Linked DNA regions of Mus musculus: region 1 is linked to region 2. A link is a contact called in public Hi-C data. All regions are on one chromosome and are shown on one strand. Each heading gives the region's core, a stretch centred on a gene start, on an enhancer-like site or on the middle of the called end of the contact. The rest is flanking DNA. Distances are from core to core; before and after follow the strand shown.

What was found. Hi-C and Micro-C count contacts between places; a contact is called where the count stands out from the background.
Region 1: a Hi-C map of uterus shows a contact between it and region 2, with 6 times the contacts expected there. The contact joins two enhancer-like sites. A contact is called at or near these places in 9 of 39 promoter capture datasets (the 3T3-L1 cell line, 3T3-L1-derived adipocytes, embryonic stem cells and 4 more), 1 of 15 datasets of contacts at CTCF or cohesin (pro-B cells), 10 of 484 Hi-C or Micro-C datasets (the N1E-115 cell line, embryonic stem cells and uterus) and 3 of 115 datasets of contacts at active chromatin or transcription factors (embryonic stem cells, fibro-adipogenic progenitors and stem cell-derived neural progenitor cells).

Annotation. Positions count from the first base shown.
Region 1 is chr11:35,271,912-35,276,674 of GRCm38.p6, forward strand. The region is part of intron 4 of Slit3 (slit guidance ligand 3); the gene reads left to right. Among named protein-coding and RNA genes, the nearest start is that of Gm46277, 14 kb to the right of the region's middle. Within about 2 kb of position 1,645, at least 12 of the 459 cell types and tissues checked have an H3K27ac peak or open chromatin away from gene starts, as enhancers often do. A contact at or near this core is called in uterus, where this site is marked.
Region 2 is chr11:34,842,597-34,847,812 of GRCm38.p6, forward strand. No RefSeq gene overlaps it. Among named protein-coding and RNA genes, the nearest start is that of Gm22022, 2.9 kb to the left of the region's middle. Within about 2 kb of position 3,180, at least 49 of the 459 cell types and tissues checked have an H3K27ac peak or open chromatin away from gene starts, as enhancers often do. A contact at or near this core is called in uterus, where this site is marked.

The DNA.
Region 1 (4,763 bases), core at 395-2,894, 430 kb after region 2:
TGGGCAGATGTTGCACAACAAAGAGTTTAATTTGCCATTGAGCTGACTCAGTAACCTGGGGCAAGCGACGTTATCACTTAGAGCTTCTTCATCTGCAAAACAGGGATAAACTGGGATGAAACTCAGTGCATGGTTACAGCACTTAACACACAGCCTCTGATGTTTTAAGTCAAGGCACCAACCAAAGTGGGGTCGTCCTGCGGGCTGTAGCTAGTTGGTGCTGCGCCGCATCCTTCACGCCCACAACTTAGATTCTCGGTGAGTCAGGGCTGCCTAACTTTGGTCAGTCCTGGCTCTGCAGGGAAGAGTGAGCTGGAATTTGATTGTTAAGGACATTTATTTCCCCAAGACTGCCCTAGTCATGACACTCTCATATAAGCAGATTTGAAAAGCTGATTTCCATAATCTGGGCTCTTGATCGCTCCTGACTCTGGCATCAGACCTTGTCCCTCTGGCACGACCATGAGAGCCACCCACAACACGAGGTACTCAGTTGCCCCTTTCAGCACCTCATTTCCTAGATAGCCACTAGAGAGTGCCTGGGGGTCTCTGGGGTCTGTGTCTTTTGGTGACCAATAATTGCAGGACCCTCAGAGGACAAAAACCTGAGTGCAGCTTGGATCAGGCAGATGACAGGGACAGAATTTGGAAGCCGGAATTAATCACAGAGACTTAGCTCAGGAAGACGAAATTCCATGGTGTGTTCTTGCATTTAAGGTCAGTCTGGGTGCTTTCGTCTAACAAGAGCACGTGCAATTGTTTTGCTCCCCAAACAATCACTGCCTACAGAATGCCTTTCTATAAGCAATCAAATAAAATTTGCTGGTATCATTTCCTCTTAATTTATCATGCAACTAGCATGTGATTAGAACCGCCCCAGCTGTGTTTCTTCTGTGATAGGTAGCTGGGAGTCATGAACTTTACAGTGAGAAAGGTCTGCCTTCCAGGCCACCTCCGTCACTTCAGACAATTTACCTCTCCGACTCGGTTTCCTCCACTGTGGGAGGAGACTGGGGCTGCTCCTTTGCAGGACTTCTGTGAGGGTTTGACGTGTACTGAGCATCAGGCCCGGATATAATGGCTTTTCAACAAATAGCACATGTTGTGATTATTTTGATTTTTTTTTTTTACATGAAATTGCCAGTCACACACGCCATTACTTCTTAGAGAACAGCTTCCAACTTCCAGGTTATAATTAAATACGTCAGCTCTACTGCTGCCACTCTTTAAATTTTATCCACTGCGACTCCTTGTTAAACATTCATTAGGCTATTTCACAAATACACATTTTATAGAGAGCATCAGTGCCAAATCACAATTAGGAACGATTTTCATACCACACTTAACCAAGGTCGGGGACTCTGTATGTGAGATGACAACGTCTCCCGAACAATGTGCAAGGCAAATGCTTCACCTTCTCGGCCACTCCTAACATTTCAAACCAAGGTCTTGCATTTAATTAATCTCCAGAAAGTCTCATCTCGGGCTTATTAAGTGCATTATTTTGTGAGAGCAAACAAAGGGCCTCACTTGCAGGGCCAAGTGTGTTTATTCCAAATAGTTAATTAAATTGTGTCAGTTCCTGCCCTGGAGCGTTCGGGCTATTCTGTTTTTCTACCCATGTGGACAGTTTGTCATCATTCATTTTTATTTCCTCTCCGGCCTTTTAAAGAGAGACGCGGGGCAGCGGCCTGAGCATGTGCTGTGTGGTTGGAGCAGTTTGCAAAGTTAAATTGGTTAAATACGACTTGAGCGCCGCTCCAGGAGCTGGCTCTGTTTTTCTAGAATCCACTAGGGTTTTTCAGCAACAAAACAGGCCTGAACAGTTCTGACCCTGAACGTGAACAATAGCATCCCAGAGAGCCTTGAATCCTCCCTACTTGGAGCTCTGTGGAAGGGGAGTGCAGCTGGAGCAGGGTGCTTTCTCAAGCTGCGGCACACTCCCTTGACCTGCTGAACTAAACAGGGGTATATTTATGGGAACTCTTTCTCCAAGAAGCACGGGGGACTTCCTTTAAGCTTTAGAAGTGGCATCCCTGCAGAAGACAGAAAAGGAAAGAGAAAGACATTCTCCTTTACTTTCACGACATTAGGTGTCTGGTGTGATAAAGGAGGGAGACTCCAGCTCTTAAGAAACCCAAGGACCAGGGACAGTGAACACCTAGGGCAGGTTATTCAAGACCCCCTCTTTCTAATAGCAGGAGGGTATCAGCCCTCAGCCTAGTGTTACTAAAGCTACCTTAGAGAGAAGTGAAGAGGCCAGGTACTTCAACGATGTTTGAAGTCGGTGTTAGTCATGGACTGGATGAACTGCCTGGCTGTGCTAACACCACACACTGTACAAACTGTTATCAAATGTCTACTTAGGTAATAAGTGTTTGCTTGTCACAAGCCTGTTACACACCAAATCCTCAACCAGCCTTTCATGCCCAGGGCTTGCCACATGTCTGGTGAGAGGTCTACCTTTCTGGTCACAGGTATATTTTGCCTTTAATAATGGCCCTGAGCCAGGCCATTCGAGATGAAGCTCGTAAAGACATGGCAGAGCTGTCTTCTCCAGACGCTTGACTGCAGCGGGTGATGATGCCAGTGGTGGGCTTTTGTGGAACAAGTCCTCTAAGTCAGGCACTGAGTCCAGTAGTCTTCTATGTTGGCTGGAAGTGGCTCTCCAAAGAAAAGACGGTCATATCCACTTTACAGACCAGAAGACTAAGGAAGCTAACCCACTCATCCAAGGTCACCAGCTAGTAAATGACAATGCTAAGATTCTGCAATATGGAAAGGTCATTTAAAAAAAAAAAAACAGGGCATGATAATAGTCCATGTCTTTAATCCCAGCACTCAGGAGGCAGAGGCAGGTGGATCTCTGTGAGTTCCAGCACACCCTGGTCTACAAAGTGAGTTCCAGGACAGCCAGAGCTATTGCACGGAGGAACCTTGTCTCAATTAAAATAATAAAAATGGGAAAAGACATGTTTCTGGGATTACACATTGGTCCTCATGCTTGAAAGTGGGGTGTGGTTGTGCGTGCTTATAATTCCATTACTGGTGAGATGAAGATAGGAGAACTTAGGGGGTTCATAGGCCAGGCAGTGATGAACCCTAGATCGAAGTGAGAAACCTTATCAAAAAACAAAGTAGACAGCCATGAGGCACAGCATCTGTGGTTGACCTCTGACCTCAACTTGCACACACACACACACATACACACACACACACACACACACACACGTGCTGTGGATTAAAAAATATATGTGTTAATGGCAGCTTGGTGAATCCTTGTAACAAAGAAAGCTTGGAAAAGCTCAGGACTCTAGACCAGAGTGCAGGGAAAACAGAACTAGCTGCCTTAGGAGCTGAGTTGGACAATCTCAGTGCAGGCCAGGAGCCAGAGGATGATCTGAGCAGGTAGGCAGCCGAGAAGAGTATTTTAGGAGGCAGGGGTGACTGCTATGGTCATCGGATAGTAGATGGCTTTGAACTTCAAGCTGCTGCGAACAAATGAAATCAGGGAAGCTGAGGTGTCATAGCCCCGTAGCTCCTAAGAGCAGGTGGGCTCCCTCGGGGTGGTAAAGCACCCCCTTCCAAAGAGAGACAGTGACACTAGTCAGCAGGATTCTGGTCCAAGCAGTGTGTCATTGTTATTTGGCAGCATCCGTAGATGCTGGAGAAGGAATCTATTTATGATCAAGAGCAAATGCTCTGCAGACTGCCTGGACTTGTGTTCTGGTTCTGTTGCTAGCTGTGTGTCTGTAGAGAAATAATGCTACCTCTCTATGCCCCCGTTTCTTCTGTGCTCTAAAATGGAAAGCTTCATCCCTTGCTAGGATAATTCACTAAGTACAATCTATTGTTCTCGTTGTATTTTCTGTAAGGAAGGGACATTATTCCAGAACGCCAAAGCTGAGAGGGGCTGGTAACCTAAGAACAAGATACTTCATCTCCATATTGTATTGTCCTCTGCTCCTTGGTCATCTAAGGCCTTTAGCTCTGCTAAAGGTACCCAAGGTACCCCATGGATGGGGCCAGACACTAAGGATGCAATTGGAGTTACCTTGCTAGAAGCCTAGTCACATGGGTGGGCTTTCTTTAAGGCAGGGAGCCTCATTAAGCTGGGGTCTTAGGGTCTTGCCTGCAGCTTTAGACTTCGTCAGCCTCTGTACATCCGTCCCCTATGGGCACATCTGTGCTGCACAGACTAGAATTGGCCAGGTGAGAGTCTGTTGTGCCCTTGTCCTCAGTGGACCTGGTGGGCACAGAACAGTAATAAACTGTACTTCCTCTCCAGTCCGGGAGACGGGAAGCTCCAAATTGGACTCTAATTAACTCTGAGGGAACAATGACTTTCTGCGAAGCCCGGCAGCTTTGGCCAGGTCTAAGAAGGTGTCACGCAGCCTTGGAAAATAATTACAACCAAAACGATGCCTCCAAAGCCTGACTCCTGACGGTTCGCCTCCGACAAACATGTTTCTCCTTCTTCACAAGGCTCACTGCCCTTAATTGCCACCCTGCTTCATTAAGGGGCAATTAATTTTGTGACTTGGTTTTAAAAGGTGGTAATTGTAAGGTGAGGACAAGAGGCCCACAGTTAAGCAAAACTGAGCTGAATGTAAAAGGTGCTTTCCCTGCAAGATTAAAGAAGCCAAGAGGCTGCATCCCAGGCAGGCGGTAGCTTACCCTGTGGCTTTCTCCTTCTCAGATTCACACGAGCTTCTGCTGTGGTAGGATGGAGCCTATTTCTTTCAGCCCAGGTAGCAGGGTTT
Region 2 (5,216 bases), core at 1,930-4,429:
TTGACTTTATTCTTTCTTTTTAATTTCTGAGTTTTAAAAATGTATTTACTTTTATGTTAGATATTTTCTTTATTAACGTTTCAAATGGTATCCCCTTTCCTGGTTTCCCCTCTGAATACCCCCCTATCCCATCCCTCCTCCCCCTGCTCACCAACCCACCCACTCCTGCTTCCCTGTTCTGGCATTCCCCTACACTGAGGCATCGAACCTTCACAGAACCAAGGGCCTCTCCTCCCACTGATGACCGACAAGACCATCCTCTGCTACATATGCTGCTGGAGCCATGGGTCCCTCCATGTGTACTCTTCGGTTGGTGGTTTAGTCCCTGGGAGCTCTGGGGGTATTGATTGGTTCATATTGTTGTTCCTCCCATGGAGCTGTAAACCCCTTCAGCTCCTTCAGTCCTTTCTCTAGCTCCTCCATTGGAAGCCTGTGCTCAGTCCAATGGATGGTTGAGAGCATCCATCTCTGTATTTGTCAGGTACTGTCAGAGCCTCTCAGGGGACAGCTATATCAGGCTCCTGTCAGCAAGCACTTGTTGGCATCCACAATAGTGTCTGGGTCTGGTGACTGAATATGGGATGGATCCTCAGGTGGGGCAGTCTCTGGATGGCCATGCCTTCAGTCTCTGCTCCACACTTTGTCTCTGTATCTCCTCCCACGGAATATTTGCATTCTTCCAGCTAGACCAGCACCATTTGTTGAAGATGCTTTTCCCCCATTGAATAATTTTGGCTTTTTTGTCAAAATTCAAGTGTCCATAGGTGTGTGGGTTTACTTCTGGGTCTTTGTGATTCCATCAATCAACCTGTATGTTCTTATGGAGTTTTTGTTACTATAGCTCTGTAGTACAGCTTGAAATTACAGATGGTGATATCTCTGGAAGTTTTTTTTTTTTTTTTTAATTGAGCAGGATTGTTTTAGCAGTCCTGAGTTTTTTGTTTTTCTTATATGAAATTAAGCATTGTTCTTTCAATGTCTATATAATGTATTTTATTTATAGGAAAAACTATTAGAAAAAATAGGCATTAGACATAGAAATTGAAGCCAATTCTACCAGGCAAGCACCTAGTACTATTTTGTAATTCCGTTCATAGCAACCTCCTGCCTTTTAGCACTAGGTGGCAGTGTTGGCAAATATTTTATAAGAAGAAAGCATCTTTCTGTCTTAGAAACTAGATTCTGCCATTGGAAGTATCTCTAGCAAGTAACACTTGCTGGTGTCCCTTAGATTAGATAAGTGCCCGTGCATACACGTGTACACACACACACACACACACACACACACACACACACACACACACACACACACGCGCACACGCACACACACACACACACACGCACACACACCAGTAACATCCAATGTTAGGCATCTGACCATGATTCTACCCTAACTGGAATTGTTTTTCTCTCCTTCTATTTAATTCATTTGCCTCATCCTTTGTTGCTGAAGAGGCCAGATGACCAATGGCTAAGAATATATATAGAAAGAGATGCTATAATATAGATGTTATAACATAGGATGAAATGAAAAATAATAAAGAAAGAGATGGTCTGGATTTAGCACGGACCTGAAGTGTGTGCTGCATTACAGGTGCGAGCCTTTCTAAGTATCTAAACCCCTGGTGATAATCAAAGCATCCAATCTAACAGGCAGCTGTGAACTTAAACGGGCAAGCATTTTTGGCATAATGTCAATAAGCAGTTGTTCTTATTAAGACTATCTTTCAGTTTAACTATCATTCCCTCTCGGACCCTTTCCTGGGTTCTTAGCCTAGGGCTTACCTCCTACGTGCGATTCATAGCACCCTATCCTTGCCCTTCAGAACATGAGTTGTTTGTGGTAATTTGCGTCTGCCTTCAGCACTAAGCTGTAAGTCTTTTGAACCCAGAGAAGAGCTTTATCTATTTTGCTCACTACAGTTCTTCTTCCCGAGTAATGTCATAGTGACTGGGACATGCAAGGACTTAAAGTTAAATGTGAAGAAATAACTTTACAAATACACCTCACTAATATTATGCAGATTAAATCTCTAACCTCTTGAATCTTTGACAAAGCAAAGCTTCTTACAAAAGATATATATGCTGAACATTTATTAATTAAGTAGCCTTTGGTCTATACTCCAGGGAAGTATGTGGTAGTATTTGATAGCCCAGAAGTTCAATTGCTTCCTTCACTGAAGCAATAAAGGTTTCCTTTACTTAAACCAATATTTCTTATTAAAAAATGTATATTGTGATATTATTTCTGCAATCCCAGTAATCCTTCCTTCCTTCTTTTCCTTCCACCTTTCCTTCCTTTACTCTCCTTTCCTCGTTTCTTGGTATATTGAGGATGAAACCCAGCGTCCCTCACATTCTATCTGTGCTGGACATCCAGCTCTATCAAGCATTTTCAATATACTAGAGAATGTAGTATGCAAACTAGCTCTGTTGGAGAGGCCCAGAAGTCAATGAATCCTTGGCTAAGAAATATGCTCACTATGTAAATACCAATTCTGAGTATTGCATTCTCTTCAAGGGAAGAGCTGTACTCGAAGAACTTAAAGTTTTCTAATATTTTATCAAGGTCACGGACAGACTTATTGACATTTTTTCAAACCAATCCGGTGTATGTCCTATTCATTTTCTCAACCAGAAAACATTTGAGTATATCATTTCAGAGCCCTTAAGGTCCCTGAGCAAGCAAGAAGGCACAAGAACAGCTACGGGAAATACTAGAGAAAGGTCGGTTTACTTCTGAACAATGATGTTTTGGGTTTCCAACTCTTTCTCCCACTCTGAAAATGGGGAGGCGTTGTTTTGTGGGTATGGTGTACACTGTACAGACCATCTAGACTCCCACCCTCCCTGCCTTGTTGATAAAACTTTAAACCGTTCTGTTAGTAGACGTGTCCTTTCCTTTGCTCCAGTCATTCTTTACTAGTTGTACTTAACCCCACTACCTGGCAGGATGCTGAGACCATTGCTTCATTGCAGATGAATCCCATCAACCACCCACGATAAACTGTGGGCTGCTGGCTGTATTATGTGACCGCTTTTGATAAATCGGTCAGTCTTGTGAAATAGTTCCCTGAAACGAAGTTCTGGAACTCATCGGCTATCTTCTCTGACAGTCGTATCTTCTCCCAGCGCTCAGATTTCCCAAGCAGCTGGGGGAAGGGCCCACATCCTCCCACAGTGCATGCTCTTGGCAAATTCAGACGTGTGAGCTTTTGGCACTAAAGTTATGCTCCTTTTGCTCTGTGTTAGCTCAGGGCTAAGAAATCTCTTGGGGGCGAGTAAGCTTTTAAATGTTAGAGGACAAACTGTTCCAGGATCCGTGTGCATTTAGCAATTTGCGAGAACGGCCACTGTCCCTTATCACTGCATTTACGTTTGCAATGCTCGAGTGGTGCTTTGTCTTCTAGGAGTGGGGCTGGAGGCTGACATTGTCCTCTTTTCCTGTCCGTCTGGTGCTGAGATCTCCCTCTTGGTTCCGTCTCCACCCGGGAATGCAGCATGGCGTCTGGTTAAGTCAGTGTGTAGTTTTCAAGTTTTCTTTACTCCATGGTCATGAACTGTTTAGCAATGTAAACACCTTCCGAGAACTGTGTCAGTTGTGCCACTGCACGAACACCAGAGAATGCAGTTATGCAACTTGCATCCCCCAGCTCAATCCTGCGATGCGCTTTCATGATGTAAACAGGGAAGGTCAATGGTTTTAAAAAAATGCCTATGGTATCAGCACTCGGGGAACCAAAGCAGGAGATTTACAAGGTCTAAGCCTACCTGAGTTATTTAATGAGAGCCTATCTCAGGAAGAGGGAGGGCAGGGGAAGCCGGTGATGCGTAGTGCTGTGGGCAGTCTAAAGCGTGTCTGCGCTTCAGTAACTTCCAAACACTTTCATTTTCAGTGCTGGTGACTGAAACAAGAGCTTTGTATGTGCTAGGTTGGTGAATCCACCAAGCCACACCCATTCTTGAACAGTAGTTGTTAGGTTTTAAAATATTTATGTATTTATGTATGTATGTATGTATGTATGTATGTATGTATTTATGAGTTTTTTAAATGTAGGAGTGTTCTATCTGCATGTATACCTGCATGCCAGAGGAGGGCATCAGATGGCTTTATAGATGGTCATGAGCCACCATGAGGTTGCTGGAAATTGAACTCAGGACCTCTGGAAGAGGTTCTTAATTGCTGAGACATCTCTCCAGCCCAGTAGTAGTTGGTCTCCCCCCCCACTCCCCGTGTGTGTGTGTGTGTGTGTGTGTGTGTGTGTGTGTGTGTATGTGTATGTGTAACCAGCTCTGCAACACCTGCTGTTATTGTCATCATTGTTATTTAATGAATAGGAGTGCAGTCCAAACTACTTATAGAAAGTGTATGCCTTAGTTTGCTGTGAAGAGACAACATAACCAAGGCAACTCTTATAAAGGACAACATTTAACTGGGGCTGGCTTACAGTTTTGGAGTATATTGTCATCATAGCAGGAAACATGGCAGCATGCAGGCAGACATGGTTCTGGAGGAGCCAAGAGTTCTACATATTGATCTGAAGGCAGCAGAAGGGGACTGTGTCCCCCAAGGCAGCCAGGAGGAGACTTTATTCCACACTGGGCAGAACGTGAACATAGGAGAACTTAAAGCCCATCTACTTAGTAACACACTGCTTCCAACAAGGCCATACTTCCTCCTATAAGGCCACACCTCCTAATAGTAGCACTCCCCATGTCCCAAGCATTCAAACACATAGATCTATGGGGGCAAAACCTATTTCAACCACTATAGTGTAGTATAGTAAATACATAAACCAAGACATGATCATCTATTATTATCACGTATGAAGCACTGTGCATCATTGGATGTGTGATACATTTATATGACAGACAGAATGGGTTTGGTTTCCCCAGCATCACTACAGACACATGAGTAATGCATCACTGTGGCCTTACGCTGGCTGCAGTACTCCGTGACTATGCTTGTTCAGTTCTTTTCTAAACGTGTGGGCCCTCTGTTGTACCTGTGTTCAATCACAGACATTGTTATATGGCCATCACTACATGTGACTCAAGGTGCTTTGCTGTGGAAAGATCTGTGTAACTATGATTTGCACCCCAGAATTCCTGGAAAGGGATTAACATGCATCCTGCAAACAGAGCCAGGTTAAAATCCTCAACAGTGACACCCCATTCATAAAATTTGAGTCTTCCAGCCAATGTAGGTGAACAGG